3 separate regions of the Mus musculus genome follow, and all the other regions are linked to region 3. Evidence: chromatin contacts called from public Hi-C and Micro-C data. All regions are on one chromosome and are shown on one strand. The core of a region is the stretch at or near the end of the contact, and the rest is flanking DNA. Distances in the headings are between cores, read along the strand shown.

What was found. Hi-C and Micro-C count contacts between places; a contact is called where the count stands out from the background.
Region 1: a contact with region 3 is called in a Hi-C map of liver, with 5 times the contacts expected there. The contact joins the enhancer-like site here to the promoter of Slc22a23 in region 3. A contact is called at or near these places in 7 of 39 promoter capture datasets (the 3T3-L1 cell line, 3T3-L1-derived adipocytes, hippocampal neurons and 2 more), 13 of 484 Hi-C or Micro-C datasets (the C2C12 cell line, the HL-1 cell line, cerebral cortex and 5 more), 8 of 115 datasets of contacts at active chromatin or transcription factors (embryonic stem cells, hepatocytes, kidney and 4 more) and 1 of 9 other capture datasets (adipose tissue).
Region 2: a contact with region 3 is called in a Micro-C map of trophoblast stem cells, with 4 times the contacts expected there. The contact joins the enhancer-like site here to the promoter of Slc22a23 in region 3. A contact is called at or near these places in 5 of 39 promoter capture datasets (the 3T3-L1 cell line, hippocampal neurons, liver and 1 more), 4 of 484 Hi-C or Micro-C datasets (the C2C12 cell line, epidermal suprabasal cells, liver and 1 more), 3 of 115 datasets of contacts at active chromatin or transcription factors (embryonic stem cells and neural progenitor cells) and 1 of 9 other capture datasets (adipose tissue).

Annotation. Positions count from the first base shown.
Region 1 is chr13:34,462,884-34,466,707 of GRCm38.p6, reverse strand. The region is part of intron 2 of Gm40908 (a long non-coding RNA gene); the gene reads left to right. Among named protein-coding and RNA genes, the nearest start is that of Gm40908, 17 kb to the left of the region's middle. Within about 2 kb of position 2,322, at least 40 of the 459 cell types and tissues checked have an H3K27ac peak or open chromatin away from gene starts, as enhancers often do. A contact at or near this core is called in the C2C12 cell line, hepatocytes, kidney and 4 more, where this site is marked.
Region 2 is chr13:34,438,431-34,442,143 of GRCm38.p6, reverse strand. No RefSeq gene overlaps it. Among named protein-coding and RNA genes, the nearest start is that of Gm40908, 42 kb to the left of the region's middle. Within about 2 kb of position 1,778, at least 11 of the 459 cell types and tissues checked have an H3K27ac peak or open chromatin away from gene starts, as enhancers often do. A contact at or near this core is called in trophoblast stem cells, where this site is marked.
Region 3 is chr13:34,343,582-34,347,252 of GRCm38.p6, reverse strand. Slc22a23 (solute carrier family 22, member 23) reads left to right here and starts at 2,035. Exons shown (of 10, transcript NM_001382849.1): 1 at 2,035-3,094. The coding sequence starts at 2,456.

The sequences.
Region 1 (3,824 bases), core at 1,073-3,572, 120 kb before region 3:
TGTGGCATTCCCTGGAGGATGGTAGAGACACATTCTTATGCCTGGATCAAAGGATGGTATTGCCTCTATGTTAGGAGCTGAGGTAGGAAAAAAAAAAAGACGTGAAAAAAAAATCTGATATTCTAACTCTATCTCAGGAGTATCTCTCTGGATGAAAATTAAGCTCCAAACCAGGGATCAGTAAAGAAGGGATTTCCATCACTGTCCAACCTCCGTTTGAACTTCTTTTGGGCAACCCTCACAGTCCCTGTTTCAAGCATTACCAGATGTCTCTAAAGAATTCCCTGCACTATTGAACTAAAGATCATTTTTCTAACAGTGTGTAACCCACCAAATAGCTCTATGGAATTTTCTGGCACTGAGGGAAATTTTTTAAGCATATATTTCAAGTTAGACACAGCAGGGGTAGAGCTACATGACCCTGTTTGTCACCTGTGGTGACATTAATGATCATGGTAATTGGAATTTGACAGAACAGCTCCTGCTTTCCATGGCCCCTGTGGGCTCTATATCACATGTAAAGTCACCTTCCACATTGCTGTTAATGGTGTTGACATGTGTGCCTCTGTGAGCTGTGGATAATTCAGGAGAAAGCAGCTGTGTTCTCTGGACAGCCAGAGAACATGCACCCCTCACAACACTCCTCATGGCTAACTTCCCACTCAGCAGGGGTGGGGCCAGAGAGCTGGTGACTGTGTATGTCAACATCAGATCAGGTTGAGGTTTAACCTAGTGGTAGGGTTCTTGGCTAGCAGTCACAGGGCTCTGGGTCCTAGCCCCAGAACCACAAGAAATCCACACTGAATGTACAAAGATATCCTTCCCCTACACACACACACACACACACACACACACACACACACACACACACACACACACACAAACATTGGCCACCATGTCTTCCCTCTCCAGCACAGGATAAGGTTCTAGGAAGACAGTCACTGCCGTTATACAGCTCCAGGCTCCAAGAGAGACAGAGGGAAAGAAATTCAGACTACCAGGTGTCAGTTGGTTTTAATTTACATTTTTGGCCTGTAATTCCACCTTTAGCCTTCGCCCTCTTCTCGTGTTCGCCAAAACCACAGGAACATTTCTGCTCTATGTTCTGGCACCTAACCCTTATCTCTGACTTACAAAGACTCACCAGCAATTCTTCTCCAGAAAGACCTGAGACTCGGGGATATTCAGCAACAGCCTGTCCCAGACAGACAGATACACATACACACACACACACACACACACACACACACACACACACACAGAGGCATGAGCATACACATGTATGCACACACACACAAATACACACACACAAACACACACACACAAACACACACACACACGCACACCACAGCCTTTCCAAACCCCATACCTTGTGCTACCTGTTTCATTTGTCCCAGTACTTCTTGTTCCTGTTTCTTGTCTGCCTAACTCTTGGCTGAGGAGGGAGGCTCAACATTCTTTTTATTTATACATCACATGCCTAGAATTACACTTGCCAATAAATAAATAAATACATAAATACATAAATACATAAATAAATGTTGCTCATGATATTTACGCCATTAATTTCAGACACATCTACATTTTAAAAAAATAAAATGCTCAGATATTCGCATAGAGAAACCTCAATATCCAATTTTCTTATTTACAGCTTATCAAAAGGCTCTATTTAGGATGCAAAGAGAAGCAAAAGGAAGTGGGGAAGGCGGTCCTTCTAGAAGGACATTGAAGAGCTTCCCCTCTGTGCTAATGAAAAGTTGAGACTACTCTATGGGGCCAGCTCTCATTTTTCAAAGCAAAGATCTCCTTCCATGCTATCAAGGGCTTGAGACCCCCTTCTGACTTTTGGAGCTGCCCTAGAGCTCCAGTTGCCATGTATTAAACATCATTTGGTCTTCAAAAGTGACACAATGACATCTCTTGGGGCAAGACATCTAACATAGTTGGGGGATTTGTATGTATTGAATAGGACTGCTGCCTTGGGCATGGGTTCCTGGTCAGTAGTGCTTTCTCAGAGGCAACATGCCCACTGATGTAGTGGACAAACTGTCCTCAGAGAAGGGCCTTCCAAAACCCAGCCCTGGTGTCCATTTGTTAAAAACGAAATGATTCTGTGAAATAAGTCAGGCACATAAAGACAAGAATGTTCCCAGCTACATGTGGAATCTGACAGATGAACATCAAGAAAATAGAATGGGACAGCGGTGCGTAAGACTTGGTAAGGGTATTGGAAGGAAGGAAAGAGCATAGACACAAGGAGATCACCTGAGTGGAGGGTAAGGTCCAGCCCACTAGAACTCAGTTGCAACAGTGGTTGACAATAATTAACTTGAGTATTTCAAAACAACCGGCAGCCAGAGATGTGACTGAATGTGTAAGGGAGGTTCATGGCTAAGACTGATGATCAGAGTTCCAACCAAGGGTGGAGAGAGAGAGAGAGAGAGAGAGAAAGAGAGAGAGAGACAGAGACAGAGACAGGGACAAAGAGACAGAGAGACAGACAGAGACAGAGAGACAGAGAGACAGACAGAGACAGACAGAGGGGGAAAGATGGAGAGACAAGGAGAGATAGAGATGACTTTAATCACTTGTCCACTGACATTTTTTACTGTGCATTTTGTGAATGTGATAGAGATGGGAAGCTCTAGTGTATGTGTGGAGGTCAGAGGGTAAAGTGTAGGAGTCAGTTCTCTCCTTCCTCCCTGTGGGTCCTGGTGATCCACCTCAAGTCCTCGGGCTCCAGGCAGACACCTTTACCTGCTGGACTGTCTCACAGGATTTTGAGTGCTCCCAACACAAAGAAATAATGAAATGTCTGCAGTTGGAACAGTTATCTAAAACCCCATCTGTCTCATGTTCCCAATCATCTCCCAGCAAGCTGGGGAGTATGGCTGCCCTGTGTCCTGTGTCCTGCTCCCAAGTAGCTGTCAAGGGTTTTGATGGAACCTTTTAGAGCAGAGAGAAACATAGAGAAAACTCGTGTCTTTGTAATTTGCTCTCTCTCTCTCTCTCTCTCTCTCTCTCTCTCTCTCTCTCTCTCTCTCTCTCTCCCTCTCTCTCTCTCTCCTGTCTGCCAGAAAATCCTCTTTGCTTTCATGGCCAGAGGGCAGGGATCGAAAGAAAGACACCCAAGGCCTTGTTGCTGATGCTCCTTAAACCTTCTGCAATTGTTCTCCACCCAGGCTATTAGGGAGGTTGGATGCATGTGACTGAAGCTCCCAGCAACCTCATGAGTGGTCTGTTCTGTGGTCAAGGAGGTTACAAAAACATCACATCATGAATGCAGGGTTGTGACAAGGACTGCTTCCAAAGCTCCTGCTATCTCTGCTTTATCTAGACACAGGGAGGAGGGCTCTACCTTGAGAACAAGCAAATTCTTCCAGAAGGCATTACTCTGTGAGTGGCAGTCTTTTTCAGGCAGCTGGTAGACTTTCTGTGGCCCAGAACGGATCTTTGTGTTCTGAATTCTGGGGTGACCAGCTTCAACTCTTGGTCACAGACAGTGGGGGCCTCCCTGCCAGGCTGGCTGCTTATGCAGTTATTTAAAACAGAGCAGCTGCAATAGAGTCACCACTTGGAAACTGTCCAAATTCAGACCTAGCAGGTCAGAAACTCCAGCAAGTCCTGCAGGGGATTCTCATGCACACTAATGGCTGGGGAAACATACTGACATAGTCTGGCAACTAGAACAAAAACTGAGCTTGGAGGGTCGGGTACCTCCCACTCTACACTGTGCTGACTTCCTGATTACTAGCATTTGTGGATGGAGGGCTAGCCAGGGCAGGCCAAAGTCCCCAGGGAATGGTCAACACAGAGTATTGGAC
Region 2 (3,713 bases), core at 529-3,028, 95 kb before region 3:
TGGGAGCTACCCCCTCACCCCCCCCACACACACACATACACACACACACCACACACACACACAGAGAGAGAGAGAGAGAGAGAGAGAGAGAGATTGATTTTGTGGTGCTTTTAATACATTCCCTATGAGTTTTTTGTTTTTGTTTGTTTTTGTTTTTTTGTCTCTGATCTTGTTCAGGATTCCGTTATATTTCATCATGTTGGAGTGGCCTTGGAGTGAACCTCACATAGGCAAGTCCCTGTATGCACACAGCAAGAAGTACATGTGACCTTGAACTGACTTTTCTGCCCAGGCTTCCTGGTCCTCTCCTCTGCCAGCCTCTCTATCTCACCACAGTGTGTAGAGAGACGACTCCAGCAGTCCAGCTACAGAGGCCTCTGAGAGACTTGATGTCACTAGCAATAAAGATCTAAGCCTCCCATTGTGTCACACTTGGCACATTTCTTCCATTAAATAACAAAGTCAGGGTTGATCCCTTCAGCAAATATCTGGTGATCACCTTCTTCATAGCAAATGACCCTAAAGGCAGCAGCAGAGAAACAACAAAAATACTGTAAGCTTGATGTTAGGGTTGTGACATGAAGCAGCAAGAACAACAAACAAAGAAGAGACTGACATGCCCACACACATGCCCTAGCCTGCTCTTGTTCCTGGTCCATGAAAATGGACAGTTGCTCTATTGTCCCCTGGGGCCTTAAATTTCCCAATACCTCTGTGTGAACAGAGCAACATACTTGGTCCGTCTCTTAAGAATAAGGGTGTTTTCACATTTAGGCTTTGTTTTGCAGGTGCACACATGGACAAGCATGCCTCCCCACACACACTTCCACCCCACCCCCCACCCCACCCACTTCTCTGAACAGCAGCAGCTGAGCCTAGTAACATATTCTATTTGGTGGGGGGACAGGCATGAAGGCTCACTGAAGCTTGGAGATTCCACCACACTCCAAGTATCTGTTTTTGCTGTTAAGACAAAAATCAATGGGTCCCCTTCACTGCTCCTATCTAGGGGAGACTTTGGTTTACCTGGGGGGAGTGAGGCCAGGCACCTGCAGACTCACTGCTCCATGAATCTTCAGAAGCTGCCGCAGGCTGACAGCATCTCTCCATGTAAATCTTTGTGCTTGGCTGAGTTGGCGAAGGTCACTGACAGAGGGGCTGGAGAATCCAACATCACTGTGTTTTCAGTGATCGGAGAAAGCAGAGTCTGTTACAGGCAGCAGGAGCTGCAGATTTCACCAACGTGGAAATTAGGAAATTGGAATCTTGCAGTTATGACTTCTGCAAGCATAACCAGAGGTAGACTTCGAACAGTGTGCCTGCTCCAGCGAGGAGCCATTGGGGGCTGGGGTGGAGTTTTCAAGGGTGTAGACTGTACCAAACCACAGGGGAGGTTTTGACTCCCCAGCCTCCTGACAACACATCTGACTGAGTGGTCTCAAAATTTACATAATTCCCTCATGACTCCCTTTCCATTTGTAAATGAACGTACTAATGTATTATGGGGAATAAATGTTTAATTCCTGGGTGAAGCTGCTATTAAGTTTAATCCACTATGACAGAAACAGTCCTTCCAATGCCCAAGTCCTCCCCTGACACACACACACACACACACACACACACACACACACACACACACACAGGGTCCGCACCACCACTCAATAGCCACATACTTAAAATAACTCCCTTTCCAAATCCTCAGTAGCCCTTTGTCCCACACCCTCAAGCACTTGAGGAAGTGATGTTTCTTCCCTCAATAAATCTGGACTGGAGGCCAGACCACAATGGAAGCAATCCTTTACAACCTCCAAGATGAGAACTTAAGGCACAGGCAGCTGCCATCCTCCCCTGAGCTGTTCTTTCTGGACACCATGCCCTCCCATAGCTCTGAGTCCTCAAAACGCAGGTACCTCCCATGTCAGGGCTGGCCACAGCTCCCCCCTCCCCCCCCCCCCCAGGCAGCAGTCTCTTCCCATCCCCCCAGGCTCATCCTTTTCTTCCCTCTTGTCTGAAGTTTTCGGAAGTCTTCTCTGCTGTTCTCTGTTGCTTTAAAAGATGACAACCCATGTGACTTAAGGGAGGAAGGGTTTATTTTTGTCTTACGGTTCAAGAGAACCCAGGCCATTGTGGTGGAAATGTGAGACAGCTACACATCCATGTGGAAGCAGAGAGATGGATCCCGGCACTCGGCTTTCTCCTCTTACTTAGGGATCCCAGCCCATGGAGTGGCCAAGTCACAATTAGGGCAGGCTTTCCCCCAGTTGGCTTGATGTAGAATCAGAAAATCTTTCATAGACATAGCATGCCCAGTGGTTTGCTTGCCTCGAGATTCTAGATCCTGCCAAGCTGTCGGCCAATATTCGCCATGGAATAGCATGAAGATTTCACAAAGGAGTAGTCAGCCAGTTTCTTTTTCTATTTGAGTGAACCAGTTCATACTCAAAAAGTTCTGCCAAGACTCCCAGGCTGCACTGAACCTTAAACCTGTCTACACATCATCCCCAGAAGCTTCTCTCTGCTGTTCCCACTGGTCCTCACAGGCAGAACTGGCTCCCACCCTTTGCTGTTTTGTTTTGTTTTGTGTGTGTGTGTGTGTGTGTGTGTGTGTGTGATATTACATATATTACATGTGCATGTGGAGGCCCCAGGTGGATGTCTGGAACTGTACTCTACCACTTTTCTATCTTATTCATTGGATCAGGGTCTCTCGATCAGACCCATAGCTCACTGATGCAGTCATATAACTCCAGAGATCCTAAGGCTCCCTTGTGTCCACCCTCTTAGACTGGAGTCGCAGGCAGGCCACTGCCCACCCAGCATTTGTGTGAGTTCTGGGGTTCTGAATTCCAGGCCTAGCTTATGGAGCCAACCCACCCGTAACCACTGAGCCATTTCCATTTCCGCTGTTTAGAGTGACTGTCTCTGGTCTTCTTAAGAAACAGAACAACCCAATCAGTGCTAGCGTCGGATTGATGCTGAATACAGGAAGCAAAGAGCAGCGACCAGAGAACTGCAGGCAGATAATGTGCTCTCTATCAGCATTTTGCTGTCAAAATTGGCAGAATTCTGCTCCTAAAATTCCTTTCCATGTGGATATAGATTTCATTTTTTTAAGATAATAAAAGAGAAAAAAAGTAGAATCTTACCTAAGAAAGAGAGGGAGGAAGGAAGGAAGGAAGGAAGGAAGGAAGGAAGGAAGGAAGGAAGGAAGGAAAGAAAGAAGGAAGGAAGGAAGGAAAGACCAGGTATACTCCCACAGAAGTTGTTACAACTGGCCAGGCCTCCTCACTCCAAACACTGTGTGCCCCCTCTTGGGCTCTCCTACCTGTCACAGGTGTTAAACAGGCTCCACCGGTGTCCCTAAAGGACTCCGTGAGGATGATTGTTTTCAAATCCTACTGTGCTGGGCCTGAAGGGGAAGATGTCTCCTGTAATAAAAACAAACAAACAAACAAACAAAAGCCAGCATAGAATAGAGAAAAACACAAATAAAGCTCGAACCTTGGTCCTGAACAGGCAAGAGTCGAGAATAGAAATTTTGTTTCTCTCACCAGCCATTTTCAGTGAGAACGTGCCTCTACTGCGATGTTAAGATTTAGGGGTTGGAATATGAACTAACCAGTACCCCCAGAGCTCCCTGGGACTAAACCACCAATCAAAGAAAACACATTGTGGGACTCACGGCTCTAGTTGCATATGTAGCACAGGATGGC
Region 3 (3,671 bases), core at 786-3,285:
GGGATCTAAAACCAGTGGTTTGTCAAGCATCTAACGCTCACTTCATCTCAGCCCTGGAGGAAAGAATTGAATGACTGTGGATCTGAAAGCAACCCCCTCCAAAGTTCCCCATGATTCTTCTCCCAATTAGATGAGCCATTGCTAAGATCAATGGCTGTGTTTTGCAGTGACTTACAAAGTTTCAGCTAGGTTCCTAGTGAGCAGCTGAGCAAAGGAGTCAGACCCAGACACGGAGCAGGCTTCCTTTGAAAGAACCAACACGGAAGGGGAATGAGAGAAAGCCTGGCTTGTTACATTTCAGTCAGATAAGAAAATGTAGGTTGTGTGCAGAGGGTGGAGTCAGTAATAAATATCTAACATTCATTCATTGAATGCTGACTCTGTTCTGTTGGGGTGTGGGGTGAGCGCGTCCCAAGGATTAGCTCTTCAAGTGATGAGGGGAAGAAAAGTTAAACTAACCAATAAAGTGAAATTAGGAGAAGAAGGTGGAGGAAGAGGGTAGAGGGGGAAGGGGAGGGGGAGGAAGAGAAGGAGGAAGAGAAGATCACATGTATTGGCAGGTTGCACTGTCACTCCTGATTTTGAAAATAATACTTTATTAGATTATAATCATTATACTGCATGATGGGTTTCATAATGACATTCTCACTCAAGTATGTCATTAAATGTGCTTAAATTTCCAGACTGGGTTTCCCAGACCTTTAGTGTCTTCTGCAGCCTGTGTCTCTTCCGTCTATTGTTATCTAATCTCCCCTTCCCAGCCACTCAGGAAAATTCACAGTTGGGTTCCCCAAAGTCCAGCTCTCTGGCAGTCTTCAGAAATAGTTCTCTCCACGTGTCAGAATTTCAGCAGTAAGTACATGTTGACTGGAACATTGAGCTGCATGCTTAAAAAAAAAAAGTCTCCCACTAAATTATACAACATGCAGCTGAGAAAATAACGGAGATGCTTAAAGAACGCATTCCATACATGTACTCGCAGGATATGCTTTTGGGAAAAGAACGCGAGCTTCCTTCCCCTGTGCTAAATAAGACTAGAGATAGATTGCTCCATTTAAGATTTCCATTAATTCCATTAATAAACTTCTCAGAATATGAAATGTCTCGAGAATGTAGTGAGGCTAAGATGAAAGCCGCATAATTCTCACTGGTGTCAGGCCTGGCACGCAGGAGAAGATATGCTAATGCGGCCGTTTGCCGCAGGGCTGGTGTTATTTATATAGTGCTAGCTGGGCAAGGCTGGCTCTGGAGTCTGGAGTGCCAAGAGCATTTGGATCTCCTGTGAGGTGTAGATGTGTGCGCGCCTGTGCGCAGAGCATAGGAATTGTGATTCCGAGACCTTGGGGAGGGGGTGGGGCAGGCCGCCCTCATTCACGTTTGTATCGAGTGTGTGGCTTCTGTTGAAGGTCTAGCCTTCTAGAGTTGTGTTTATTTGACATTCATTCTGGAGCACAGAAAGAAATGGCGATTTGGGGCGGGTGCTGCAGTAGGTCGTGTGTGACCCAGCGTTGTAAGGGGCTGTCATCCTAAAATTGGCAAACATGCCTCCTTGCCCCAGCTCCGTGACCATAAAAAGCTGCCTTATTTGAGTCTGGAAGAAGAACAGAAGGTTGTTCTGGAAGACAGGCAACCCTTGGGCTCAAGACCAGGAGTGGGGTGCCAGCCGCCAGGCACCTCGGAAACGAACAGAGGTCACGGAGAGCCGGTGTGCCCGGGGCGAGGTCCCTTGCGGCTGTGGGACTTGAGACTGGCAGACGACACTGTCCTCTCACTCCCAGCCAGTGCAGACTCCTTGGTGACCCCCGTCCCCCGCGCCCAGAGACCACCAGGGATCTTGCAGCGGCCCGGGTGTCCCTCTCCCCGCCCCTGCGTCTGTCCGGGCGGTGGCGACACGGCCCGGCTGGAGGGGGCGCTCGTGCGCAGGAGCGGCGCAGCAGGTGCCGCGGTTACCTCCACCTCGGCGGGGGGAGAGGGGGCGGGCCGGGGCGGGAGGCGGAGGCCGGCTCGGTGAGCCGAGAGCGCGGCCGGCTCCGCAGGCTGGCTGCGAGCTTGCGGCTTCCGGGAGCGCCCGAAGTCCGTGGAGGATCTCCCAACCCGCGGCCGCCGGCGGCCCCAGCACAACGCGCACCGGTGCCCGCAGGGCCCCGAGTCGCGACAAGGGCGCGGGTCCGGCTCCTCCTCCTCCCCGGCCGGCGCGCATCAGCGGAGAGCCTCGTAGCTAGGCGGGCGCCCGGGCCGCGGCGCGGATGAGCCGCGGCGGCTGAGGACTCGAACGGTTTCTGCCCGGCGCCCAGGGCACGGGGGTGCGCGGGTGACATGGGGGTGGCCTGACTCGCCGGGCCCGGAGCACTCTCTCCGGCCGCGGGCCCTCCTCCTCGGCGGCGGCGCTGTGCCCGGGCGCCCGCCGAGCTCCGCCGCGCTCTATGCGCCTCTGCGGGAGCCGCGGGCCCTGGCCATGGCGATAGACCGGCGGCGTGAGGCGGCGGGTAGTGGTGCCGGGCGGCAGCCGGCCCCGGCGGAGGAGAACGGCTCCCTGCCGCCCGGGGACGCGGCGGCCTCGGCGCCCCTCGGAGGGCGCGCGGGCTCCGGCAGCAGCGCGGAGATCCAGCCACTGCCTGCGCTGCACCCCAGCGGCGGCCCGCACTCGAGCTGCTGCGCGGCGACAGCCGCCCCGAGCCTCCTGTTGCTGGACTACGATGGCTCCGTGCTGCCCTTCCTCGGGGGCCTGGGCGGCGGCTACCAGAAGACCCTGGTGGTGCTCACCTGGATCCCGGCACTGTTCATTGGCTTCAGCCAGTTCTCGGACTCCTTCCTTCTGGACCAGCCCGATTTCTGGTGCCGCGGGGCCGGCAAAGGCACCGAGCTGGCGGGTGCCACTGTCACCGGCCGATGGGGTGACATGGGCAATTGGACCAGCCCCTCGGCCACCCCCTTCTCCACTGCCTCCTGGGGGACCACGAGCAACCGAAGCAACAGCAGCGACACACCACCCCTCCCATCCCCTCCAGGCAAGGGGAACAACGACTCAAATTGCGACTGCCACGCGTGGGACTACGGCATCCGCACTGGTCTCATCCAAAACGTGGTCAGCAAGGTAAGGGCCACGACCGCCGCGTCCCCGCGTTCTTCTTGTGAACCTTTTTCTTCTGACCTCGGTCGCCTCTGCTCTGTGCTCCATCTCTCATTCTCTGCAGACTTAGGTCCAAACCTACCCAGTTGAGGAACCCAAAATGTTAGCCTGTGTACGCACAACCCCGCATTGACTGGGCTCCCGGCTGTCCCTCAAAGGAGATGCTCTTACTTGGATGTGAAGCCAAGGCTTTTTTGCCGCCCTCTGCGGTGCCCGTGACGCTGCATCCGCTTCAAAGAGACCGACTTAGCCTTTTCTAATATCCACACAAACTCCTGTCCCAGTGCACATATGGAAAGGGCTCCCCTCCCCCGAAAGGTTCAAATCCTCTCCTCTATCTAGCTAAGGTGTCAGACTCACTGATGGCTCAGCAGGGGCCCTGGAAGACTCAATCCCTCTTCTAGGGCTTCTCCTTGGAGCCAGGACATAGCCATGTTCTTTCTGCAGGCTGCCTGTCCCTGTGTCTCCCACTAAGAACTAACTATCCAAGAGAAATAGTGTTCTACTCTCAGATATTCTTTCTAGCAGATGTCAGCCTCCC